7 separate regions of the Mus musculus genome follow, and all the other regions are linked to region 4. The links are chromatin contacts, called in public Hi-C, HiChIP or PLAC-seq and promoter capture Hi-C maps. All regions are on one chromosome and are shown on one strand. The core of a region is the stretch at or near the end of the contact, and the rest is flanking DNA. Distances in the headings are between cores, read along the strand shown.

Evidence for each region. Promoter capture Hi-C pulls out the DNA fragments that hold promoters and counts their contacts. HiChIP or PLAC-seq counts read pairs in DNA pulled down with a chosen protein or histone mark. Hi-C and Micro-C count contacts between places; a contact is called where the count stands out from the background.
Region 1: an H3K4me3 HiChIP or PLAC-seq map of forebrain shows a contact between it and region 4, with 4 times the contacts expected there. The contact joins the enhancer-like site here to the promoter of Tpm1 in region 4. A contact is called at or near these places in 4 of 39 promoter capture datasets (the 3T3-L1 cell line, cranial neural crest, embryonic stem cells and 1 more) and 7 of 115 datasets of contacts at active chromatin or transcription factors (embryonic basal ganglia, embryonic forebrain, embryonic hindbrain and 3 more).
Region 2: a contact with region 4 is called in an H3K27ac HiChIP or PLAC-seq map of embryonic stem cells, with 3 times the contacts expected there. The contact joins the promoter of C2cd4b here to the promoter of Tpm1 in region 4. A contact is called at or near these places in 2 of 39 promoter capture datasets (the HPC-7 cell line and embryonic stem cells), 1 of 484 Hi-C or Micro-C datasets (embryonic stem cells) and 8 of 115 datasets of contacts at active chromatin or transcription factors (astrocytes, embryonic basal ganglia, embryonic forebrain and 4 more).
Region 3: a RAD21 HiChIP or PLAC-seq map of pro-B cells shows a contact between it and region 4, with 5 times the contacts expected there. The contact joins the enhancer-like site here to the promoter of Tpm1 in region 4. A contact is called at or near these places in 1 of 39 promoter capture datasets (embryonic stem cells), 1 of 15 datasets of contacts at CTCF or cohesin (pro-B cells), 4 of 484 Hi-C or Micro-C datasets (the Ba/F3 cell line, the G1E-ER4 cell line and embryonic stem cells), 8 of 115 datasets of contacts at active chromatin or transcription factors (the 230-238 cell line, the SCID.adh cell line, T-cell acute lymphoblastic leukemia and 4 more) and 1 of 9 other capture datasets (embryonic stem cells).
Region 5: a Hi-C map of the N1E-115 cell line shows a contact between it and region 4, with 2.7 times the contacts expected there. The contact joins the enhancer-like site here to the promoter of Tpm1 in region 4. A contact is called at or near these places in 2 of 484 Hi-C or Micro-C datasets (CD4 T cells and the N1E-115 cell line) and 3 of 115 datasets of contacts at active chromatin or transcription factors (bone marrow-derived macrophages, large pre-B cells and memory CD8 T cells).
Region 6: a contact with region 4 is called in an H3K4me3 HiChIP or PLAC-seq map of embryonic stem cells, with 3 times the contacts expected there. The contact joins the enhancer-like site here to the promoter of Tpm1 in region 4. A contact is called at or near these places in 2 of 39 promoter capture datasets (cranial neural crest and maxillary cranial neural crest), 3 of 484 Hi-C or Micro-C datasets (embryonic stem cells, forebrain and stem cell-derived neural progenitor cells) and 11 of 115 datasets of contacts at active chromatin or transcription factors (craniofacial prominence, differentiating embryonic stem cells, embryonic basal ganglia and 6 more).
Region 7: a contact with region 4 is called in a promoter capture Hi-C map of embryonic stem cells, with 3 times the contacts expected there. The contact joins the promoter of C2cd4a here to the promoter of Tpm1 in region 4. A contact is called at or near these places in 4 of 39 promoter capture datasets (embryonic stem cells, erythroid cells, hippocampal neurons and 1 more), 4 of 115 datasets of contacts at active chromatin or transcription factors (bone marrow-derived macrophages, craniofacial prominence, embryonic forebrain and 1 more) and 1 of 9 other capture datasets (macrophages).

The regions. Positions count from the first base shown.
Region 1 is chr9:67,698,241-67,701,571 of GRCm38.p6, forward strand. No RefSeq gene overlaps it. Among named protein-coding and RNA genes, the nearest start is that of Gm30936, 5.7 kb to the left of the region's middle. Within about 2 kb of position 1,806, at least 37 of the 459 cell types and tissues checked have an H3K27ac peak or open chromatin away from gene starts, as enhancers often do. A contact at or near this core is called in forebrain, where this site is marked.
Region 2 is chr9:67,758,008-67,761,512 of GRCm38.p6, forward strand. It overlaps C2cd4b (C2 calcium-dependent domain containing 4B), which reads left to right and starts at 1,430. Exons shown (of 2, transcript NM_001081314.2): 1 at 1,430-1,509; 2 at 1,677-2,926. The coding sequence starts at 1,717. The coding sequence ends at 2,739. It overlaps M5C1000I18Rik (RIKEN cDNA M5C1000I18 gene), which reads right to left and starts at 2,223. Exons shown (of 2, transcript NR_153961.1): 1 at 1,141-2,223; 2 at 706-1,036.
Region 3 is chr9:67,797,630-67,801,273 of GRCm38.p6, forward strand. No RefSeq gene overlaps it. Among named protein-coding and RNA genes, the nearest start is that of C2cd4a, 33 kb to the right of the region's middle. Within about 2 kb of position 1,797, at least 37 of the 459 cell types and tissues checked have an H3K27ac peak or open chromatin away from gene starts, as enhancers often do. A contact at or near this core is called in pro-B cells and trophoblast stem cells, where this site is marked.
Region 4 is chr9:67,047,805-67,051,432 of GRCm38.p6, forward strand. Tpm1 (tropomyosin 1, alpha) reads right to left here and starts at 1,409. Exons shown (of 10, transcript NM_001164248.1): 1 at 1,215-1,409; 2 at 1-107. The coding sequence starts at 1,328.
Region 5 is chr9:66,293,708-66,297,202 of GRCm38.p6, forward strand. No RefSeq gene overlaps it. Among named protein-coding and RNA genes, the nearest start is that of Gm39364, 5.5 kb to the right of the region's middle. Within about 2 kb of position 1,349, at least 83 of the 459 cell types and tissues checked have an H3K27ac peak or open chromatin away from gene starts, as enhancers often do. A contact at or near this core is called in the N1E-115 cell line and memory CD8 T cells, where this site is marked.
Region 6 is chr9:67,615,892-67,619,722 of GRCm38.p6, forward strand. It overlaps a transcript of Tln2 not described here. Among named protein-coding and RNA genes, the nearest start is that of Tln2, 58 kb to the left of the region's middle. Within about 2 kb of position 1,545, at least 44 of the 459 cell types and tissues checked have an H3K27ac peak or open chromatin away from gene starts, as enhancers often do. A contact at or near this core is called in craniofacial prominence and embryonic stem cells, where this site is marked.
Region 7 is chr9:67,830,225-67,833,804 of GRCm38.p6, forward strand. C2cd4a (C2 calcium-dependent domain containing 4A) reads right to left here and starts at 2,106. Exons shown (of 2, transcript NM_001163143.1): 1 at 2,026-2,106; 2 at 308-1,578. The coding sequence starts at 1,535. The coding sequence ends at 531.

The DNA of each region.
Region 1 (3,331 bases), core at 556-3,055, 650 kb after region 4:
AACATCAAAAAGTGACTGAGCCTGTCAGCAAAGGAAACCAACTAGCTGATCAAGCAGCCAAGAGGAGACTGGCAACAAGTCAAACTCCTTTATAAGCCTGGAACCAGCCCTCAGGGTCCCACTTGCACCAGAATTTGCCCCTTTCTCTACAATACTCCAGGGAAAAAGACCAATGAGCTGAGGATGAAGGTGGGACTAAGGTAACGAGGGCCTGGCGGGAGCTATCACACCAGAAGCCCATTTTTTTTCTGACATGGTATGACCTACTGCCATGAAACAACTCACTTCAGGCTCCATCTGTTGAAACCCAAACCCAAACTACCCACCCTCATCCTGACTCAAATCAAAGCAGGTTCAGCATCTAGACCCTCTCCTGCACCACACCCTAAACACGACTCAGTGCTTCCTCAGTGAGTCTATTATTTCATACCTGAGCATTCCCCCATGCCCCAGAGTGCCAAGATCAGTGCTGTATGGGTGGCGTGTACACAAAATAACACCAGCCAAGGGCCTGGGTCTGACCCTGGGGTTCAGGCAATGGGAATGGCTCCTCTCAAAGATACAGAGGTAGGCTTCACTGATGTTGAGCCTTGTAGAGGCTTCAGAGAGATAGCTTTTGGTGTCAGTGTGAACCTAGTCAGTTGGGCTTGAGGCCTGTCCCAGGAGCACTGAGAGGGCATGACACCTGACCAAGGCTCTGCCCAGAGAGAAAAACGCACAGATAAGACAGTCCCTCACCATCAGGTCTGGCAACGGGCCTGTATTTGTGTCAGCAATAGTTCATATCCTGACCAAGACTTTAGAGGTAGACCATTTGCTAAGCACCACACTGTTTATAGATAGGCCTTAAAGTTCAGGCATAGTTGAGCATGTGAACTGGACCCTCAAGACCATTTTAGCTGAGCCTTGGCAGGAAATTCAGTTGGGTTATGTTAGCCCAAGCCCTGTTCTGAACCCAATGTGCTTGGAACCCCTCAGGTTCTTCGTCTTTTGAGATTCTATAGGACTGATTTTATTGGTGTTGGAACAGGAAGGAGATCCCTGGCATGTAGCTGGCCTGGAGATGTCCTGATACTTCCAGGCCTTAGGAAAAATCCTCTATTACATCACTTTGGTGACCCGAGAAAGGACCCTGATTCTCTTAGGAAATTGGTCACACACCTACTGGCCAGGAAGCAAAAGTCCCAGCAAAAATACATTGGAAAAAAGAACCCTCTCCAATCCCTTTGAAAAGGTCCTCGTGGTGATTCTGACTACTTCCACTGCTGTTAATGTCACGGGCATCACTCTATGAATCCATTACCCTTGGGTTAATAGAGCAGCAGCATTCCTTGAATAGCAGGAGACTCAGATTGTGAAAGTCCACAACCTCTCTGGGTCACTTTCTATAAGCAAAGGGGCCCATCTAAGATCTTCACCAATGCTTTGACCACTGCAGAGATCCACTAATCTATGCCATAAGCTTGATCAATTTCTTCAGCCTTTCTCCAGCTGCAAATCTGGCAGTCATCTTGATCTACTCATGACGTAAACCTTGGCATTAAAAAGAAGGACGCTTGGGAATTAGGCCACGATACCATCATGTTCCTACCACTGAGACTTGCGGTAATAGTAACCATTTTCTGTAGGACTGGCTGCAGCAGCTCCCAGTAACTGCAACCAGACACAAAAGATTGTCCTAACCACGCTTAAAGAAAAATTCAGCCCGCCCACTTCCCTTTCTCTGCCCAGCGGTCGCAACCTCTCGGGCTGTGACGGGAGCGGGGAGAGGAGGAGCCCGCAGGCTGGCCGCCATCTCGGGACGATGCGATGCCCGCAACCCCATCGCGCCCGGAGCCGGCTCCCGGCCGACAGCAGGCCCACGGGCCGGTGACGTGTGAGCGGGAGCGGCGGGCGCGCTGCTGGGCCCGCGATGTCACCATTGTTCAGCTGGGTGGCCAAGAACTATGTTACACTATGCTTGTGTGCATGGCCATCCGGATGTAGTTGCCCTTCTAATAGAGCGGAATTGTGACATTGATCTCCACGACAGTGACAACAGCACAGCACTAATTAAGGCTTCACAGTATGAGCGTGAAGAATGTATGGCCATGTTATTAGAACACGGTGCTGATCAAAATGCTATGGATAGTAGTGGGAACACAGCACTGCACTATGCTGTTTGGCATAACAACATGTCAATGGCAGCCAAACTGCTGGCCCATCATGCTGACATCACTATAAGGAATGAGGATAGCTTCACACCACTTAAACTGGCTCAATTAAAAAACCATGACAACCTGGCAAAACTTTTAGAAAACAAGGAAGAAAAGATAGAGGACGCTGATGAATTAGATAGGTCTTCAAAGAAAACTTCCGATGAAAAGGAAGAGATCAAAGAACAAAGAAATCTTGTGTTTGTCAAACATAGAACAAGGAAATCTTATAGTTGACCTTAACAAACTAATATCACCATCTGAGGGAAACTTAGAGGACTGTGAGATGATCAGTTTCGACTCTACTTTGCATCTTATTGAACAGCTCAGGAGGCAGAGCAAAGATTCGGGCAGCCTTGTGCAAATCTTGTTTGCAGTTTCTTCATTTAATAAAAGATCACTAGAAATTAAAAACACAATTGTGAACTAGTCACAGAAGAAAATGAAAGTTTAAGAAATGATATTATTGCATTACAAAAAGAAAGGTCTCAAATAGAGTTTGAAAAGACTAAGTTGCGAGCAATATACAACGCAATATGAGGCTCACAGCTGAAAATTCGGACTTAAAAGCTGCAAGAAAACTCCAAGCAAAAGAGAATGAACAGCTTCCAAGAACCCCGTCTGAAAAGTTGAACCATTCACTGACACAGAGTTTGGATGAAATGAAAAGGAGAAATAGTGAACTAGAAAAAGAAATAGCCAGGTTTGAGAATCTGTGCACAATGTTGGAGGAAGACTCAGATGCACATAAACATGGAGAGTTTTCAGATTCCAGTGCTTCAAGTACAAGTACAACTCTCTCTGAAAATGATATGATATTTAAACTAAGAGAGGAGCTTGAAGGTATCGAAACAAAATTACAACAAGCACAACCCCACTGGAAATGCCTGAAAGATGAAAATAATGCCCTGCAGCAGAAGTTAGCAGAGATGGTAGCAGCCCAGGAGAAGTGTGAGATGCTAGAGTGCAAAATACAGCAGCATGAAGAGCAAATACTCAGCCTCAAAACCCATATGGACCAGAACATGGTAGAGTGCAGCAAGGTAGAAAAGCACAGGAAAGCCATTGAAAGGCAACACAGGTGTCAAGTAATGGAAGAAACAAACAAAGTGAATCGATTATTACAGGTGACTACA
Region 2 (3,505 bases), core at 180-2,679, 710 kb after region 4:
GTGGCCTCTGCCGGTATTTCCAGCACTCAGGAAGGACTGCAAGTTCAAAGCCTGCCTGGGTTACACTGAATTCAAGGACAGCCTGGGCACCTTAGCAAGGACCTCTCTCAAAATAACTCAGTAGGTCTGGGGATGTGATTCAGTAGCAGTATTTGTTTGCTGTGTGTGAGTCCTGGGGGTCATTCATAATTTCCCACCCCCTTAGAAGACACAAAACAAAGAAGAGGCATTTCAGCCCCGGGAAGTAGCACATGGCAGACACAGAGCAGATCTCCATACTAAGAGGCTCTCTTTAGCCTTCGTGGAGCTTCCCCAAACCCTCATTTCATCTTTCTTTTATTATTATTATTGTTATTACTTTGGTTTTTTGAGACAGGGTTTCTCTGTATAGCCCTGGCTGTCCTGGAACTCACTTTGTAGACCAGGCTGGCCTTGAACTCAGAAATCCACCTGCCTCTGCCTCCCGAGTGCTGGGATTAAAGGCATGCGCCACCATGCCGGCCTCATTTCATCTTTATCTCAGAAAATAAGAGTGTCTTTGGATTAACTGTAAGGTCCCCCTGTCTATCCCCACCGACCTCCACTTCCCCATCACCCCAACCCCCTGCCTCTGGATAGGTTTGGCTAGGGCAGAAAGAAAAGGGTAATTTTGGAAAATCAAGTATTTTTAGGGATCTGCCCAAAATCTCCCCCCAAGTCATTCATAGGATTTTGCACTTTATTTATTTACCCAAATCACCAGTACTTAGGGCATCAGGTAGCCCAGACCATGGTGATATCAAGGACAGTCCAGCAGAGGGAGACAGAGGCTAACTAAGCTGCTGACCCGGGACTTAGTCAGTATCTACGATTTTTGAATTAAAGTGAATGCAACCACTTTACTCCAACCTTTTAGTCCAGTGTCGAATCCAAGCAGTCTGGATATGTTAAACGTAGGCGGACTAATGCGTTTTCAATTTCGCAAAACGTTCTGCACATAACCCCATCCTAAACGGACATGCCAAGTTTAGTCTGTGCTTGGAAACAGGTATGCATCCTGAAAAATAGAACCCAGGGGAGCTTATGAGTCAGGTGCCCAGTGGAAGGATCGGATTTACTTAGTTGCTAAATTCAACTTCACGTTTCTTCCTCCTTCCTCACCTTCTCTGAGAGGCCACAAACACTTTGAACTACCAAATTCTCTTTCGCATGGTGACAGGATGCCCTTTACTCATCTGTAAATGGCGCTCCAGCAAAGGGACAGCCAATGTAAGTCCCAGAGCCAGCTCCTGCGACACCTATACAGCTAGCAGCTGGAGATTTAGTGGGAAGGGACGGCTGAAAGGCGGGTTCGGTCTGTTACCTCTTCGGATTGGCCTCTTGGAGCCTGGGCGTGACTTCCACTAAGGTATAAGTTTGGAGCGCCACTGTCACAGCTGCAGTGCTGAAGGTGGAGCCCTAGCTGTGAACTACACGTCACCTGCTTCGTTCCTGCGACTAGTCGGACCCAGCGAGACTGAAGAAGAAAAGGTCTGATTTCTATATATTCATGTATATAGTTTGTTACCATGAGGATGCTCCAAAGGTTGATTCGTGCTGACCCGGAGCCCTAGATTTGTGGGTACTTCCAGAGGGTCAAAGAAGGGATCCACTGGACTTCAGGAGCCCAAATTCAACAGTTTTTCTCTGTGTTGCAGACGCTCGTGTATCCGCCACGCTCGGGCATAAGCTAGAAGGATGAAGCTTCTCGGTCGACTTCGCTCCTCCACTCCTGAGCCTGCCTTCTCCAACGTGCTCACCCCGGGCCGCATCCCAGAGTTCTGCATCCCCCCGCGGCTGCAGGTCCCCGGCGCTCTCGAATCACCGCTTCCCGCTGCCGCACTGCCTTGGCGCTGCGCGGCCGAACCGGACCTGTGGCCGCGCATCCCTGACGACCGCGAAGACAGTGACGAAGACTGCGCGGGTCGCACCGACTGGGACCCGCGCTCCCAGGCTGCGCTCTCGCTGCCGCACCTGCCCCGCGCGCGCACCGTTTACGGCTTCTGCGCGCTGCTCGAGAGCCCGCACACGCGCCGGAAGGAGTCGCTCTTCCTCGGCCACCCCGGCACCCCCAGGCTGGGACTTTGCCACCGTGCGCACACCTACGCGAGTCCGCGCCGAGCATCGGACTCTGAGCTCGGCGCCCCGCGCGACCTGGACAAAACCCCACCAGCCGCTCCAGTGCCCCGTATGCGCCGCCTCCTCCGCGCCCCCGATGGTCTGTTGAGCCGCGCGCTGCGGGCTCCCCGCGGCCGGGCCAGCGCGCGCCCCGCGCCCCGCGGCGACGAGCACGAGCGCGCCGCTTCCTGCGCGCCCCCGGTCCCCAGCAGCCCGGATCCCGAGCGCCTGCAAGCTGAAGCCAGCGTGGCTCTGGGCCGCGGGGGTTGCACGCTGCGCCTGGCGGCCGAGTACTGTCCGCGCAGCGCCTGCCTCCGCCTCCGCCTGCTGCGCGCTGAGGGCCCGGCCGCCGCGCTGGAGCCCCGCGCCCTGGGCTGCCGCCTCAGCCTGGTGCTGAGGCCGTCGGGCCAGCAGCGCGCCAGTGTGGTCCGCCGCAGCCGCAAGGCCGCCCTGGACCAGGACTGCTGCTTCGATCGGCTCCCGGAGGAGCAGCTGCGCCGCCTGGCCGTGCGCATCAAGGCGGAGAGCAAGGGCCGCGGGCTGGAGCGCGGACGACCGCTGGGCCAGGGCGAGCTGCTGCTGGGCTCTCTGCTACTGCTATGAGCGCGGCTTCCCTGGTGCTCTGGACATTTAAGGTTGAGTCGCCTTGAGATGCACAGAGACTCTTGGCCCTCAGATACTCAAGGCCTCTTGACAGTGGCTTATCCCCGGGACACACACAACAGCCTTTTGGCTCTGGTGCACTTTCCCTTTTGTACAAAATAAAAGTTATTTATTTTTCTATCTATAATCTTGCAGCATTGATGTTTTTTCACTTTTCTGATCGCTTTTTGGAAGCAAAAGGAAAAGTAATGCCCCCCCCCCCGTCTATTTACAGTATCTGCTCCTTTTCCAGACCATTTTAATAGTAAAAAGGGAAAACCAACAACGTAAAGAACGTATTTACCCCAGAGTGGAAGAATAAGAACAGAAGCACACTCACATGCTTGCTTTTCCCCACTGGAAGGAAGGTTCATTCACTGGTGAAGTGCTTGCCATGCAGGCGAGATGTACTGAATCCTGTCCTGGTAAACCTATCTTTAAAAAGCTGAGGCCGGTGATACACAATTGTAAGCGCAAGGCTGGAGAGGGATAGACAAGCAGCTACATCCTTGGTGTTTGATAACTCTCCAGTCTAGCCTTATTGGTGACCAATGGGAGACCCTGTCCCAAAGAATAAGGTGGATGACAATTGAACAACATCAGAGGTTGTAACTTGACCTCTGAGGGCAATTGTGCACACACGATATTGTGATAATGTTTTCAACATCATTCCAGACAGATCTATTACAATGTTTTTACAGAGTTAGGTGGTGTAATTTCCACTCTC
Region 3 (3,644 bases), core at 547-3,046, 750 kb after region 4:
TTTCTTCTGAGACATCAAAAGTTTGTAGTCTGATGGGGCAAGGTGTGCTTCCCAGTGGAGGAATCCCAGACATTGTAACAAAAGTTGTTAAAAATAGGGCTGGGAGCTGGAATTGTTGTTCACACCTTTAATCCTAGCACGTGGGGGCTGAAGGCAGAGGGGGATAGATGTGGATCTCTGTGAGCCTTCTTCAGAGCAATTTCCAGACCAGCCAGGGCTACATAGTGAGTGAGGCCCTATCTCAAACAAAAACAAACCAAAACCCAGACTAAAGCCAAACAAAACAAAAAACAAGGAGGGGGTATGTAGTTCAGGTGATAAGAGTGTCCACCTCTAATGTCCAAGGTCATTGCTTCAAAGCCTAGCATCCCATTAATCGTACACGGTAATGCACAAGCGTAATTCCTGAATTGGAGAAGTAGAGGCAGAAATACTAGAAGTTTGAGATCATTTTCAACCATGTAGTGAGTTCAAGGCCTGTCTAGTCTGCATAAAATCCTGTATCAAAGAAGGAGGAGGAGGAGGAGGAGGAGGAGGAGGAGGAAGAGGAGGAGGAGGAGACAGTGGGCCTGCAGGCTGTCATTTGCCTATTCCATTTCCATATTACAGGCACGTTATTTCTAAACATTAATTTATTACTTCACCTGCTGTTTTGTTTTTATGCCCCCTTAAACTTTGCATCTAACACAAGTGCCTTTCTTGATCCCCATTTGGTCCCAGCTCTGAGACACTTCTTTAAAAAATGTTATTTTAAGCCAGGCAGTGGTGGCGCATACCTCTAATTCCAGCACTCGGGAGACAGAGGCAGGCAAATTTCTGAGTTCAAGGCCAGCCTGGTCTACAGAGTGAATTCCAGGTCAGCCAGGGCTACACAGAGAAACCCTGTCTTGAAAAACCAAAAAAAAAAAAAAAAAAATGTTTTTTAAATTTACTCTTTGAGAATTTCCTTTCTCCCCTTCCACTCCTTCCATGCTCCTGCCCACAAAGAAGTCGCTCTCCCACTTTTATGACTCCCTTTTCTCCTTCTTTTTCTTCTTTTCTCCTTTCACTAACCTACTGAGTCCAGTTAGTATAATCTGTCTGTACATGGGGATACACGTAAGCAACCAATCAGGGGCCCCAGCCCTGAAGGAGACCGATCCTCCCTTACCCCCGCCACCCTCGACTGCCAGTGACTCTGAGCTAAGGATGTGTGGATGGTTATATGCATGGGAGCCAGAAGACAACTCTGCAAGTTGGTTCTCTCCTTCCACTGTGGGTTCCCGGGAGCCAACTCAGGTCTTCGGGCTGGCACGACGAATACCTGTACCTGTGGCGCCGGCTCCAGCGTCAGCTGGGTAGTTATTCTAAGCTTTATGAAAACTTTTAACGCGTTTGGCTAGAGTGTTGCTCTTTCCTCAGAATGAATGAAAGTGAGAATGAGGAAGAGTCCCTGGATCCCAAGCAAGCTGTTAGGGACAGGAGTGACACGATTCCTCAGTGCTGATCCTTCCACCCTGAGGGACCTGTTTCTGGAAATATCTCCCAAATCTAGCCGTTTTACGTTCAGCAGGAGATCTGTAATCCACAGTTACTCCGGGCCATGTGGATAGACCTCTGTACAGCAGGACCCGTGTGGCTGGATTCACTGCACAGCTGATTAAATATTTGAGCTACTCATTTTACAATGTGACTTCACTAAGTGCCTGCCTACCTATCCCACCAAAGCCATTGGTGATTAGATGGCTCAGAAATGGCCCCAGAATGCAACGACACATCCTTTCTTAGCTCAAAATAGAAAACTCAGCAAAGCTCCCCGGAGGGCTGTAAATAGAGCTGTCAGGGGTATGTGATGAGTCAGCCAGAAACAAGGCCATGTCTGAGGGAGTCCTTCGCGGCTGCTCAAATGTCCCCATTGACACACGGTCATAAAGAATCGGTTCGAAGGTGTGTTCTGGTGGTAAAACTAAATGAATGCAGCCAAGGTTGGGCTTCACATTTATGTTAGGCTCTTAGAGAACAATCATTTCCTTTTGAGTTCTATGTGGCTGCCCAACTTCCTCTGACGTCACTGACTGAGGCTCACTTCCTTCTAAACACATTAAAAAAACACCTAATGACTTGAAATTTTCCACACATATGGGATTTATTCAGTTATAATTAATTAAAAATAATAACTAGCTGGGAACTTGCTTTGCAGCTTAAGATCGCCTCGAATGTCTGATTCTTTCACCTTCACCCCCCCCCCCAGCACTGACATTACAGGTGTGCACCACCCCTCTCAGCTGTATGTGATGCTGGAGTCAGACCCAGGTTTTTATGTACGTCAGGTGAATGCTCTATCAACCGAGCTACTGGAAAGGAGCCACGCGGAATAGGAAATGTCAGGGTTCACTGCATGTTAAGGATCAGGGAATAGTATTGGTAACTTTTAGCTTAGCTTCTTCTTCTTTTGTGTGTGTCCATGTTCATGCATATCTGTTGTGTGGGTGCTCATGCTTGCATGTGTGTGCATATGTGTGTACAGGCCAGAGGTCGACATCAGGTGTCTTCCTCAATTCTTTCATTTTTCAGATGGTGTCTCTCACTGAACTTGGAGCTCACTAATTGGCTGACCTGACTGGGGAGGAAGGAAGCCCTCCGGGATCTTTCTTGTTCCATCTGTGTCGCATCCCCCACCCCCACCCCCATGCTGCCCAGGACCCGTGTTAAGGTATTATATACTGCAGCCAGCTTCGTGTGTGTCTCTTGAGATCCAAACTCCGAGCCTCACACTGAGGTGAGCACTTTACCCACTGTGCCCCTCCCTCACACCTGCTTTGCTTTCATGCATGAAATGCACTATGGTGCAAATGTGTCCCTTATAGTGGGACAATGTAAAGAAAGCAGAAAACCCCCCAGGCCTGAGGACACTCGTGTTTTTAGGGCAGCTTCACAGGTTTTAGTGAAGATTAAATGTCATGACTCACTTTGGAAAAACAGTCTTGATGGTTTTGGATGCCAGCTCATTCTGACAAGGTAGATGGTTTTGTACTCCATACAACCTGTCCCATGGTGAGCTGTACTCTCCCTTCATTAGCATCTAAAATTTTCAGTTGGCCTGTCTGTTCACACCACTGAAACGCACATCACTCTAGACCCATTTTCTTTTCCGTATACACCATTATTGGAAGAATGACAGCGGGGACGGAGAAGATGCACAGCTCCTCCCAGCTGTGGAAGGCAGATAACAAGAGCAGACCACTCGCTTGCCTCTGTAATGAGAAGCAACCATGTCCTCAGGAGCAGGGCTTCCTAAGCTTTTCCATCCTTTTCTCTGAGAAGTTTTGATAAGCCCCTGGCCCTATGAGTCTACAGAGTAAGTTAGTCATTTACTGATAATAAATAACGAGTTCATTTCAAACATTCCCTTGGTATAAATGCAATTTCACCGTTTATTAACGATGAGGGAGAGTTGCATGCCAATGAGTTCATGTGCTTATTCATGTTTACATGAAGAACTAAGTCCTGACTGAATATTTGATGCTGTGGGGCACAGAGCGTCTTCAGTGTTTGTCTGATAATTTGCATGCATGCTTTTTTATTGCATGTATGGAAAGCACGTGTGCATCTACGTGTATTTCGCATGTGTGTGGGTTTAGGTGTCTCTGTGTGTGTGCTCATGA
Region 4 (3,628 bases), core at 159-2,658:
GCCAGCTCCAGTTTCTCCTGGGCATCTTTGAGAGCCTCGGAGTATTTGTCCAGTTCATCTTCAGTGCCCTTGAGTTTCTTTTGCAGTGACACCAGCTCATCTTCCAGCTGGGAGTTGGCAGTGGAGTACGGGGAGGGGGGAAGGGGGAGGGGGTGGGGTGCGGCAGGCAGCGTGATCCCGCAAGGTGCGGGTTGAGGGTGCATAGACCATAAAGGACAGGGACAGCGGGAGAGAGAGAGAGAGGGAAAGACAGGGAGGGAGAGAGAAAGAGAAAGAGTTAGCCATTCGTGTGCAGTGCCTCGCCGCGCGCCCGGGGTACCTTGGCGGCGGTCTCGTCGGCAGCCAGGAGGCTGTCCTCCGCCTTGTGCAGCTCCTCTAGCACCCGGTCCCGCTCGTCCTCCGACGCCCGCAGCAGCTTCTCTTTCGCTGCGATGTCCTCCTCGAGCTGGGGTAGCGGCGAGCGGGCGCGGGCGGCCGGCATGGACCGGGTGGGAGACACATAACAAATGGGTGCCAGGTTGGCTGGAGCCCTGGGGCTAAGGGATCGCTGCTTTGGGGCTCAAGGGACCCTAAGATATCTCTCCCAGAGATCTCACTCAGTGACTCATCTCGCACACCACCCCCCAACCCGGGACCACACGCTCCGGCCGGCCGAGGACAGCAAGCTCAGGTTCTCAATTTGAGGGACTGCCGAAACATGTCCTTGTTTGGCTAGCTTTCCGTGTGTCTCCCATTCTGTCCCATCTTTGTTCTTAGGAAATAATTCAGTGACTCCCTCCTCTTCCCTTCAAAGTCTTCATCCCGTGTTGAGGGATCTTTCTCCCCAACCAAAAAGTCCAAAGAACTTCGGACACCTTAGGACTTGAGCCTTGCTCCGCTCCCCCACCCTTCCCTCCAGGCAACCCGGGAACTTGTATCCTTTCTCTCTTCCTCTTTCAAAACTGATTCCCAACCCTAAGAGTCAAGAGCCTCTCTAGGGAAGAAGCTCAGTGGACCTCGCAGACCGTGGGAGTCAGAGAAGGGCCACGAGCGTCCTCGGACGAGACAGAAAAGTTAGAATCAGTCTAACTCTCGCGCTTCTCCTTTTCTTTTTTAAACGTGCGCCCCTGGACACCCTGGCTGGGGATGGGATGAGGAAAGGGAGCCAGTTCGGGTCCCGGGGCTGAGCGACCCACGCTAAGCTGGGGCATTGGAGGTTGGGGATAAATGCAGACCTGCTTGCTCCGGTCTTCCGCCGCCTTCTTATCAGCCTCCGCTTGCTCAGCTCGATCCAAGGCGTTCTCTTTGTCGAGCTTCAGCATCTGCATCTTCTTCTTGATGGCGTCCATGGTGGCGGTGGCGAGGGGCCCTTAGGCAGCGGAGCGAGAGGAGACGCGAGCGCGGTGGGGTAGCAGAGCCGGAGTGCGAGCGCGGAGCTGCCTGCTGCTCCCTGATATGTACTTTCCCAGGGGGGCGACCGCATTCCTTAGGACAGCCAATACTTTTTTGGAAAAGCTTGTTCCTCCTTCCCCCTTTCCCAGTCTCCTGCCTCCGCCCCGTGCCCCCTCCTCGCTCCTCCCGCGGGGGCCCGCACGCCCATTCGCTGCCGCCTGCCGGCCTCCCAGTTGACGGTGGATATGACTATATATGGGGACCCGAGCCTCCGAGGCCGCGGCCGGGCGAGGCCGTCCTATTTCTAAACCTGCACGCCTGGGAAAGAGCGCCGGGACCTCGCTGGAGAGGAGCCCGGCACTGGGCGAGAGTCTCTAGCCACCTCTCAGAGCCATCGTCTGGCGGTCAAGGTCCCCAGAAGAGCCTGCCCGGAACCACCCGGAATAGGGCAGGTGGTGTGTGCGCACCGGCTCACTCTGCCTCCAGGTCCTGGGGTGCTGCTCATTGTAAGGTCCGGGGGCTGCCAGTCACGGCCACTGCCCCTCCCCTCTGGGCCTGGGAGCTCTCGGTACCCAGCTGGGTCCTTGTGGCAGCACTCAGCCCACTCACCAGTTGTCGTCCTGGGCTCTCACGGTCTGGACATTTCAACCAGAGCAGAGAAATAGAGGTGGAGGAAGGTTTGAGGGCCATTCCTGAGACCCTGTCTCTCTGCCCCTGATAGTGGACATAGTGACACACAGGCAGTCTCGAGTCTTTTCACCAAACTGGGGGTGGGTAGTAAAATACTTTAGGGACTTAAGGCCCAAAAGTGCCTGCGCTGTGCTTTGGAAAGGGCAGAGGGAGTGTGTCAGTGTGTAGCGGTCTAGGCGTTTTTCTTCCCTGTGGGAGTCAGTGGTGTGAGTGTGAGTGTGTGTGTGTGTGTGTGTGTGTGTCTGGTCTTTAGTCATCGGCAGCTGTGATTTGTAACAGCTTCAATGCTGTAGCTTCCCTCCATTTATTCATTTGCATGTTTTACTAGAGTCGGTTACTTATTTGGGGGGCGGGGTCATGGAGGTGCATTCGTGCTTTGGTGGACTGTAGAGGTCAGAGAGCAACTCTTTAAGAATCCAACACAGGGGGCTGGTGAGATGGCTCAGTGGGTAAGAGCACCCGACTGCTCTTCCAAAGGTCCGAAGTTCAAATCCCAGCAACCACATGGTGGCTCACAACCACCCGTAATGAGATCTGATGCCCTCTTCTGGAGTGTCTGAAGACAGCTACAGTGTACTTGCATATAATAAATAAATAAATCTAAAAAAAAAAAAAAAAAAAAAAAAAAAAAAAAAAAAAAAAAAAAAAAAAAGAATCCAACACAGGTCTTTGTGCTTGATAGCAAGCTCCTTTACCTGCTGAGCCATCTTGTTAGTCCAGTTTCCTTGCTTGGATCCTTACAGGGAGTTGTCTCTCTCTGTAAGGCATTTGGATGCTGGTGCTGAAAACATGGTACAAATTAGCTAAGGAAATGGTTCTATCTGTAGCCTGATCTCTGCAGAGGGAAAGGGGCCAGCCAGCTCAGCACTGAAGACAAGAGGATTGTCCCTCCGTATCGCTTTAAGTTTACCTCAAGCCAGTCCCCAAGGAGGAGAGATGCCTGATCTTTTCCAGTTCAGTGAGGCTTCAGGAGGGGAGAACCTTCCTGATGGCCAGCTGAGACAGGGTTGTGAGGGTCTTGTGACCAGTCCCTACAGAATAATTTACAGCCTGTACTACATGGATATCAAATATTCCCCAGACAGTGTCTGAGTAGATTAGGCAGGCCAAATGACTTGCTAAGCCCTTCAAGAAGAGAATGATCATATTCCTCTTTAGGATTTTATCAGGTTTCTGGCTGCCCAGGAGGGAAAACGCACCCTCTGGTAGTGACCAGAACATTGGAACAGATGAACAGGGACTCTGTGGCACAGAACATTCACCAGAGCCCTTCCTTGCCACGTGCCAAGTGGCTCAGGGCGCTGACACCCTTCCAGGCCATGGGCAGTATTCAGATATGTGGGCTATAGGAAGCTGACACTCCAGCTTGGAGTTTAACAGAGGAGAAGAATAGGGAATCTGGAATTTAGAAGCTGAGATCCAAAATGGACTTGGATACTTCTTTTTAATATAGCCGTAGCCATGGTGCAACCTCTTAAAGCCTCCGTTCTCTTCTATTAATGAAGTAGATACTGGAGTAAATACTGACTTTCTCCATGTGCTGGGCATAGTTGAAAAACTCACTCAC
Region 5 (3,495 bases), core at 99-2,598, 750 kb before region 4:
AGATTCTATGCATATTTAGTTTATATATTACTCTATATTTTACAAATGATTACATGACACGTGTTATGACTCAATAGAAAACACATAATACATGTACACAGACTGAGTACTCCTTACCTAAAATACTAGAGGCCTGGCCAGGGAGATGGCTCAGTCAGTAAAGACACCTAAGGCTTGTACACCACAATGTCTTGTTAATGTGGGGCTGGGAATGGGACCCAGGCCTCATTTATGCTGGGCAAGCACTTTACCAGGTCTCTTTCACTGAGTCTTTGAGCTGGTTGGTTATACAGCAATATGTGTTAATAACTAATAAATATGTGATAAATGCTTAGCAGTAGACAAAAATACAAAGTACAGGTTTTGTGTTTTATAAAAAGAGACAAAGGTATGTTTTGTAGAGCATGGTATGGTGAGGTGGGAGGGGTGCCTTGGAGGGCCCATGCTGAGACATCCCCCCCCCCCCCCCCCAGGTACCAGCCACACGATGGTTATGGTATAGAATTTAGTTCGAATTTAGTTTAGGTATAGTTATTTAGGTCATGAGAAGGGGAATTGAGAAGGGAGTAGAGACAGAGAGAGAGAGAGAGAGAGAGAGAGAGAGAGAGAGAGAGAGTGTCTTAGCCAGGAACACAGGAGAGGGAAGGGGGGGAGTCAGAGAGAGAAGAGGCAGAGAGAATAAGAAAGTAAGAGAGAGAGGAGCAGCCAAACAGCTCCTTTTATAGGAAGCCAGACTTACCTAATTGTTGCCAGGCAACTGTTGGGCGGAGCCTAGAAGGAATGCTAACAACAGGTCTTCTTTCTTTCTTTCTTTCTTTCTCTCTCTCTCTCTCTCTCTCTCTCTCTCTCTCTCTCTCTCTTTCTTCCTTTCTTTCTTTCTTTCCAGACAGGGTTTCTTTGTGTAGCCCTGGCTATCCTGGACCTCGCTTTGTAGACCAGGCTGGCCTCGAACTCAGAAATCCACCTGCCTCTGCCTCCCAAGTGCTGGGATTACAGGCATGTGCCACCACCGCCCGTCTAACAACAGGTTTTCAAAAGAGAAAAATAGAACAAATTAGACCTATCACCTAGAATAAGCAGTGTTAACAATGTATGACTCCTGGCAGTTTCTATAGCCCATGGTAAAGGGGTCTATTACATATACCTTTTAGAATTTTATTTTCATACCAACACGCTGTGAAAGCATCTTCCTAAGCCTGTGAGTATTTTCAGCAGTGCCTTCTCACCCCTCCCGACAACCCCAGAAAGCAGGTTCAGAGAGGCAACCTGATTAGATCAAGGTCACACCTCTGGGGACCCACAGAGTCCTGTGTGACTCTGAGCTCAGCACTCTTTCCATCGAGCCAGCTCTCTCCAGGGCCTCATTAGCATTCCTGTCATCTGCCATAGTCTGCTCTTCCTCAACCAGAACAAAGCAGGACCTTCCTCTTATCTGAAGGAGAGCACCAGGGTTCTGTTTCCTCTGCTCACTTGATGCTGAGAAGTGCCTCACTCCAGGGCGCTGGGCCAGCTCGAGCTGTAAGTGACAGGAGATCTGGCTTCTGCCTGGAGTGGAGGGGGGCAAGAGATAAACAGCTGCCCAACACTCTGCTTCTGTCTGTCTGTCTCTGTCTGTGTGTATTTACTTCTCTTTTTGTCTCTATCTCTCCTCTCTGCCTTCTCTCTTACACCCCTCCTCCTTCCTCCCCTCCCCTCCCCCTCCCCTTCCCTCCTCTCCCTTCCTCTCCTCTTCCCCTTCTCTCTGGTTTCTCTGTTTCTTCCCCCTCCCCGGGTCTTTCTCTAAGTCTATGTATCTTTCCCCTCCCTCCTTAACCTTCTTCCTCTCTCTCTCTTTCCCTTCCTCCTCTTTCCCCTCCTCCTCTTCCTCCTCTTCTTTCTCCTCCTCCTCTCCCCCATCACCCCTGATGCAGACTGTTTGCTAAGCAAGTACTCTACCACCTAGCTATACCCCAGCCTGGGATGTATTTTCTGAGCTCTGTTTCCAGAGCTGTCAGTGCACATCCTTGTCAGCAGGGATGGATCACAGAGTGATTTCCATTCCTGTGGAAAACCTAGCCTAGGAGCTTCTAGCAGTAACCTGAGCTGCCTATGAGACAGGCTGCTTTCCCAGCTGCAAACAGCCCTGCGAAATGACTCCATGGAGGTTGGAGAAAGGAGCACACCGTGACCAGATTAGCCACTGTGGTTATTCACCTGAGCAAAAGGCCAGGATTCAATGAAAGATGACCTCTGCCTTCCAGGAGTCAGAACACTATGGTTTTCTCATCTGTGGGATGGGAAACCCATTAAGCCCTCTCTTTTCTCACAACACAGGGCTGCTGTGAGGATAGTGCTGAAGTAAACAGGCAAGGCCTGCGGAATGAGGAAAGGTTGATACGTTTTGTATTGTAACAGCATGCTGTGGTGTCGCGCCCGCTCTCAACCAACAAGAACGATGCGACCACCAGTCCTTCTAACAGCAGTTTATTCAGTCTTCATCTTTCTTCTTTCTCTTCATCAGTACCTTTCCCCAGCTGAAGAGTTCTGAATCCACGCCGGATCCTTCTCAACAGTCTGTTTTACGGGAACACTTTATTAACCGCTCCTTCCCAGTGATGCAGTTCTGAATCCTCCCTGTAGCAGGGGGTCTTCGCTCGTGCCTGAAGATGTTTCTTTTCCCGGGTTTTCAGCACCACTTCTTGCGCGCGCTCAACAGGCCAGGAAGAACGACGCTGCTACAGGATCCTTCTGCACACATTTATTCAGTCCTGTTTCTTCTTTCTCCATATATCTCCCTTGTTTATATCTCCCTTGTTTATATATCTCCCTTGTTTTTATATCTCCCTTGTTTTTATATCTTCCCTTGTTTTTATATCTCTCCCTTGTTTATATCTCTCCCGAACCCTGGGCCTCTCACTCTTTTATACTCTCAGTTCACATCCACGTACAGCAGGCCACGCCACCTCACCAGGCACGCAGCTTCAGCTAATCAGGGCAGCAGGGGCAAATCTCCACCAAATTGGATTCACCTGTATCCTGGTACACCTGCGCAGCACTCAAGATGTTTGTGTCTTATATGAGGAAGTCAGGTGCAAGTCATATGACTTAGCTGCAGTCTCTGGCGCCTTTGGGACTGCCGCCACACCCGCTCCCCACACTGTGGTGGGATGGGTGCCTCAGTGGGCCCATTTTGAGGCATCCCCCCACCCTCAAGGTGTCAGCCATACAATGAGTCTAGTATAAAATGAAGTTTATTTGGGACCTGGAAAGGGGATCTGGGGAAGGGAGTAGAGGCAGAGAAAGACAGAGAGGGCCGAGAAAGGGGTCAGAGAAGGGCAGAGAGAAAGAGAGGAAAAGAGGCCAGCTGGGAACACGTTGGGAGAGAGAGAGATGATGGAGGGAGAGTGAGTGAGGAGAGAGGGGATGGAGGATCCTTTATGTGTGAACCAGGCTCCTAACTGGCTGTTGCTAGGAAACTGTTGGGCAGAGCCTAGAGGAACCGCTAACACAGGTGAC
Region 6 (3,831 bases), core at 295-2,794, 570 kb after region 4:
CCTGCCTCTACACCTTCTAAGTGCTGGGATTATAGATGTGCACCACCATGTCTGTTGTTATTGTTATTGTTTCATTCTCAAATATTTTGATCTGCAATTGGTAAACTATCACGGCTAAAGAACACACGGGACCAACTAATCTAAGATGATTTAATTTCTCAGCAAATAATACATATTTCTGCAAATACTTCATGTGACCCAGGAAAAAAAAGTGATGGTCTGGTGGCACAACCAACAACACCTGGAGAGACACAAACTTCTGCTCACAAGGCAGCTGCCTGGAGCCCAGCCTCCTGAGGCCATCTCCCTTGCCCCTGCAATGGAATGCTCTAGTCTTTTAGCAGCAAGCTTTGGGGACCATCAACGCAATGGAGGCCTTGATTCCTACATAGTGCAGAAAAACAAATGAATATACACACAAAACTTTTTTTAACCAAGTCAGTGCACAGTATGTTGCTTAACAATGTGTCAAAACTGTTGGCATTTAGTCTAGGCTCCGCCCCATAGTTACCTGGCAACAGGCAGGTATGCCTGACTCACTATAAAAGGGGATGCCTGCCCCTTCCTCCTCCCTCTCTTGCCCTTGCTCCCTCACCCTCTTCCCCCTCTTTCTCTCTCAGCAAGCTCATGGCTGGCCTCTACTCTTCCCCTCCCCTCCTCTCTTCCTCTCTTTTTGCCTTTCTCTCAACTCCCCTCCCCATGCCCTGAATAACCTCTATTCTATACTTTACTGACCTGTGGCTGGTACCTCAGAGGGGGAAGGGATACCTCAGCATGGGCCCACAGAGGCATCCCCTTCCTCCACACCATACCTCACCTCCACCAAACATCTCCCTTATCTTTTTACAAAACACAACAACAGTTTACATACATAACTGGCATTTAATAACAGAAAAGGTCGCATTCTCCAGACTTCCACTGGGAGCCTTCAGATCCCCTACTCAAGCTAAAAGAATCCCTCTCAAGTTCAGATTTCCTAGGTATCCTTGAGTCACATGTGGACCTCGCTAGCCTCCAACCCCCTGGTGTAGCTTCTGAGTAGACACGCACCACCATACCCTGCTTATACGATACTAGGGATCAAACTCAGGGCTTGATCCACACGAGACAAGCACTTTACCAACTGAGCCGGCAGCCCCAGCTCCTGCATTTTAATGTTTAAAGCCTAATACCCACCTGTACCTGTGGACCTTGGAAACAGCCTATCAGTCGGTTCCCAACTTTGAAAACAAACATCCTGTCACTTCCAGGACAGAGGTCTCCATTGTCCTATGCACCCCCAGGCCACTCCAGCCAGTGCCTGAGGCAAAGAAAAACACAGCCTGATAGCATCCCCAACAATAGGAATTCGGGGTTTGTTTTTTTTTTCCTTCCCTGATCTTTAGCCCTGTGCACAAAGGTGGACTAGCAAATAAAACCAGCAGATTAAAATATTCTATTTCACAGGGGGGTAAAAAAAAAAGTCTTCACTGAGTTAGCTCTAAAGGGAGGAGGGGCCAGGCTAGTACATCTGGATCCAATCACTGAGATTTTACATTCTTGGTATCTTCCATCCCAGACGAAGGCGGAAGAGCACAAGGAACTGTTGCACACGGGACTAATTACCATCTCTGGTTCCTGATCAGACTTGTCCCTAACTTGAAATGTGACCTTGAGCGGGGCCTGACCTCACAAGAGCTCAGTTTTCTGAGCATATTCCAGGCCAGGGCGCCAGGGCTAATGAGTAACATGATTCAAGTGTTGATGAATTTATAATGGCCTTCCCATTTCCACTTGATTGTATCTGCAAAGCCTTGGAATCTCCTGAGGAGACGGAGGACGGATGGTTCATCTCTGGCTGGCACTCTGGCTCCCTGTCCTCTTCCCAGCCTGGCTGTCCCTCCACTTGCCTGGCTCAGCCTCTCAGAGCAGAGGCTGAGAGGAGAAATGGTCCCCCAGGAGAGCTTCCCAAATTGGCACTGAGCTCCCACGACCAATGTCCCGCACAGCAGGCCTCTGGCTCCTCAATACATTTCTAATTGTCTTTTCGGAAAAGCGCATAGATACTTATTTGGTGCCATTTGGCAAGTGTCTCCCAGGATAATTCCTCTGACATCGTGCTGGAGAATGGGGATTTAAAAGTCTGGAGAAACATTAGAAAACGGGTACCCTGGCTAATCCTGTCCTTGGATAGGAATAAAACAGCGCTTTCAGGGACTCTGATAGGATGCAAACCCCCAAGGAGCTCCTGAGATCCAAATCAGCTGACTTTTACATTACATTGAAGCCTTTTCCCCCTCAGCAAGAAGGCAGCTGAACAGTCAATGGATACTAAGGAAGACAGGATACTGGGGTGGCCCCAGCCAAGCAAAGGCGCTCTTACTCCCAGCCACCATTCTTCCAGGAACAACCCTGACAGGAAGGCAGTGAGACAGAGATGATGGGAGATGGTGAAAATGATGCACAGATGGAAATGAGAATAGATGGAATGCGATGGGAATGGTACTGATGGGGATGGAGATGGGAATGGGGAGAGGGAGGGGGGCGAGGATGGGGATGATGGGGATAAAGATGAATTTAGGGAAGGGGAAGAGATGATATGAGGATGGGGATGAAGACAGGGGAAGAGAAGGGAGGGAGATGGATCTTAAGAGTCAATAACCAACCAACCACAAGGTCAGGACTGAGCAGAACAGAAACTGAGTCTACACCTCTAGCCCCCACCATCCCTTTCAGGTGTTCAGAATGGGGCTCATCACACAGATCACCTCCCGCCCCTCATCCTAATGTGAAATGCTGACAGGTGTCCCTGCCTTCCAGGCAAGCCTCCCCTAAGTTGCCGCTGTGCCAAGTTCACCTCAGCTTCTGATTACATGGTGTGTCCTGCATCCGTAGATATAGGTGGAACCCGAGTTCCTCAACACTGAGTTCCGGGGTGGTGTTGATGTTACCAGGACACTGATCAACCCTGAAGAGTAAGGACAGAGCCTCATAATACAACCCTAGTAGGAATCACATGGAGTAAGCATTAAGGACATCTGACGAGCCAAGAGTGATGGATTGGATCAGTACCAATGTGAGTTACACAAGCAGGCTTGTTTTGATCCCTTCCCATCTGCATTTAAAGGTCCCTCACTGGAGAGGGCCAGGGTCTGCTTTACATTTTTCATTTTAGTTAACTAAAGTTTTATCTTTTTTTTGGGGGGGGGGGGGCAGCCTCACGTAGCCCAGGCTGGCCTCAAACAGACTGTATAACTGGGAATGGCCTTGAACTCTCCCACTTCCACGTGAGTACAGAAGCAAGCATATGACATCATGCTGGAGCACAAAGCCAGGGCTTCTTGCATGCTAGGCAAGCACCTTACCAACTGAGCTACACTTCCAGCCCCCTCAGTTAACTCAAATGCTAATTAATCCCCTTTGCCGTGGGGGCCCCACAGAGCATATTAGGAAAATGAACTAATCTTCAGGTTGCCTGATCCTGGCACCCCTGGGAAACAATCCTCTGTCAGGACCTAGAGAAGGACTGACTGTTCAGTAACACATTATTAAATGACCAGAGACTGTAGCTGAGCCTTGTGGATGAAAACCTCACCTCAGACCTCAACCTCCTTAACCAAGGAGCAAAACCAACTAGCACGGCCCTCAAACACATCTCCTTGATGTTCCTAACATAGTCCAAACTAGAGGAGAAAAAGAAAAGACACCAACTTCCTGGTATATGATTGGCTGAGGCACAAACACAACCATAGATTAACTTGCTCACTCTACAGAATTACAAATATTTAGCATATACTCAGAAGTATGCGAGTATGGCATCCATTCCCTCCTTGTACCAACTACTTACACAGC
Region 7 (3,580 bases), core at 856-3,355, 780 kb after region 4:
CTGGCCTTTCTTATGTAACATCTTAATGCATCGTAAGTAACTGACACTATCAGTCTCAAAGGACGCCATGGAATAAATGAACTTTAAAAACGAGGCTGGTCTGACATCGACAGTAACTATTTTCCAGTTGGAATGTGTGAACAGATTAAATACAATTGCTGCCTACAGTGGGGAACACTGCTCAACACTACCCCATTGCACAACAGAAATTTCAAGGTGTCTGCCCACACAAAAAGAAGCGACGTATATTACTATAATAATTTAGGATTAGCTCTGCCAGAATTGGACTGAAACAAAGCCCTGGCTAGAAAAATGAACACATGTTTATTTTGTACAAATGGCTGTCAGTCATTGTCCAAGAGCCAAGAGGCTGAGAGTGTGCCAGGACCAAAACCTAAGAGTGTCTCAGGGCCAAGAAGCTGCAAGTGTTCCAGGACCAAGAGGAGGCTACAAGTGTCTCTGGGCCAAGAGTCTCTGTGCATCTCATGGCCAAGCGACCTTAGGTGTCCAGGGCTCCAGGGAAGCCGCGCTCATAGCAGTAGCAGAGAGCCCAGCAGCAGCTCGCCCTGGCCCAGCCGCCGTCCCTTGCTCTCCGCCTTGATGCGCACGGCCAGGCGGCGCAGCTGCTCCTCCGGGAGCCGGTCAAAGCAGCAGTCCTGGTCCAGGGCGGCCTTGCGGCTGCGGCGGACCACACTGGCACGCTGCTGGCCCGACGGCCTCAGCACCAGGCTGAGGCGGCAGCCCAGGGCGCGGGGTTCCAGCGCGGCGGCCGGGCCCTCAGCGCGCAGCAGGCGGAGGCGGAGGCAGGCGCTGCGCGGACAGTATTCGGCCGCCAGGCGCAGCGTGCAACCCCCGCGGCCCAGAGCCACGCTGGCTTCAGCTTGCAGGCGCTCGGGATCCGGGCTGCTGGGGACCGGGGGCGCGCAGGAGGCGGCGCGCTCGTGCTCGTCGCCGCGGCACGGGGGGCGCGCGCTGGCCAGACGTCGAGGGGCTCGAAGTGCGCGGCTCAGCAGCTTGCCCGGGGAGCGTAGGAGGCGGCGTCTGCTGGGAGCAGGAGTGGGCGTCGGGACCCGGGCAGCGTCTGGGTCGCCCGGGGCAGGGCGCGGAGCGTCCGGGACTCGGCGGGGGCTCGCGTAGGTGTGCGTGCGGTGGCGAAGCCCAGGCCGGCGGACCGGGACACCTGGGTGGCCGAGGAAGAGCGACTCCTTTCGGCGCGTGTGCGGGCTCTCGAGCAGCGCGCAGAAGCCGTAAGCGGTGCGCGCGCGGGGTAGGTGCGGCAGCGAGAGCGCAGCCTGGGAGCGCGGGTCCCAGTCTGTGCGGCCCGCGCCGTCGTCGGCCTCCGTGTCTGCAGCCCAGGCTTCGCGCAGCGCAGCCCAGGCCGTGCTAGGTTCCAGCCTCGGCGGGATGAAGAACTCTGGGATGCGGTCTGGAGTGAGCACGTTTGCGCACGCAGCGGATGAGCGAGCTTTGGAGCGGTGGACGCGCCCCGGGAGAAACCCATCTCGGTCCCGCAAGAGCCGCTCCAGACACCACATCTGGCCGCTAGTGTCTGAACCCTGTGATCCTGTTCCAGGCTGCCTGCAACACATAAACACATACCAGTCAGAGACAGTCTGGAGGAAAGCAGGAATTTCTGTCTCTTTTCTTTGACATCGTCCTGTCCTGAGCCTTACAAGACAAAATGCATCCCTCACCACAATTACAAACTGTTTTTACAGATTGAAAAACAATCGTATATCGCCCACCCTGTCTCTAGTCAGATGCCAGGTAGATTTGCAGTTTGCTTCAGTCTTTTCCGTCCTACCTCTTTACCTTTGTCTTCTAACTTGCGCCTCTGTCCCTAGTTCCAAGAGGCGCTTTGCTTTGATCATTTGTGCACTCATTTCCTGAAACCTTAAGTGTCTAGTACACTCTAGTTCTGCGCGAGAACACACACACACACCCCAGAAATGGTTTCTCCTTCTAGAGAGCTTCGGGCCACCTGGGTCTAACACCCAGGAGGGAACTGGATTCCCATTCATATACCTGGTATTCAGAGTCAGATGGTTTTCCAACCCGGAGAAACGCGGAGAAATTCAAAAGAGCGCGGCAGAGTTGATTCCTGATGTTCCAGGATAGCTGGTCCGGGCTTTTATACGAGCTGTCACGCTGCTGCTTGGTAACCTGACGCCTGGCCCTCCCAGGTCCCTCTGCCACGTGGATGGATTTGCTGAGCTGATCCTGCAGCTAGTTCTGCTGTGGTTGGAGCTGTTCTCTAAAACCCTGAACGAGTTTGTTTCCTCACATGGAAAACAAGATTTAGTGTGGACCATGTCGCAGTCCTTGTGAGGACGGATGGGCAAAATGAACGTGAGTGCACAGAAGCACTCTGCACGCACCATTGGAAAGAAGCCAGAAATCGGGTTTGTCTTACCCAAATGGCCGTTCCCATCTCCCACCTTCTTGCTGCCAGCATTGCCTTTTTTTTTTTTTTTTTTTTTTAACTTTCTGCTTTCTGTTCTGATTTTAGAGGTCATTTCTCTGTTGATTTTAAATCACTCTTGGGTGGTGGTGGGGGTTATGGGGTTCCGGAAACGTTACATATTTGTCTTGGGTGGGGTTACAGGGGTGTATTCCTATGTAAAGAAATCATCCAGTGTACACTTAAGATATATATTTTAAAATAAAAAAAACCACAGCCTTCTTAAGCAGGATGCTAATTTTTAACTAGGGATTCAATTATACTCCACACATCCAGCCACTGGTATCGTCCCTTTGGAAACACACACTAGCCATATCTGACCTTTGCACACTGTGTCTATCTGAGACCTCCATCCTTTCTCTTGAAAACTGGTGTTTATCCTTTAAGAGAGTTGCTTGCAGCTCGAGTGGAAAGAGATTCCGAAACATCTGGATCAGAGTATGGACATAGGGTATTTCTGAGTAGCTGCCTTGCAAATTAATGGCCTCTTCAAGCAGTGTTGAATGAGTTAGTCAACTTTAGGCAAGTGGGGGGGGGAGGTTCTGTTTGGGGCATGTCCTGTGTGTGTTTTGCATACAGAACATACAGGTAATGTGCTATAAAGTTGTCACAGAAACCTTAGGAAATTTGGATTATCCATGTTTTATAAACAAACACCTCCCCCCAGCACTTCAGATGTTAAATAACTTACCCATTGTCACTAAGGAAGGAAATGAAAGGAATGCCCATTAATGAGTAGTAAATGCATTATTAGGGGAGTAATATATATTGTTACGCAACGTGAATGGAACATAGCAAATGTTAAAGACACAAGCAGTGAGTTCTGCTGTTCTAGTGTTCTGTGGCATCAGTTTGGTTACTTTCAATGAGAGTGGGAACAGTGGCAGAAATTAAGAACACTGGCTTTGAATTCACGGCAGACAGGTATCTTACTATGAGCAGCTTATTATGAGCAGGTTACTGAGTGTTTCTGAGCCTTGGTATCCAACGTAAAGACCACAATAATACACAGTGTGGGTTTGCCCTTGGATAACATATGCAATGCAAATGAACACTTTAGCATAGGACCAGATGTGCATAATGTTAGCTGTTCTGTCCGCTGTCAGTACTTTAAACACT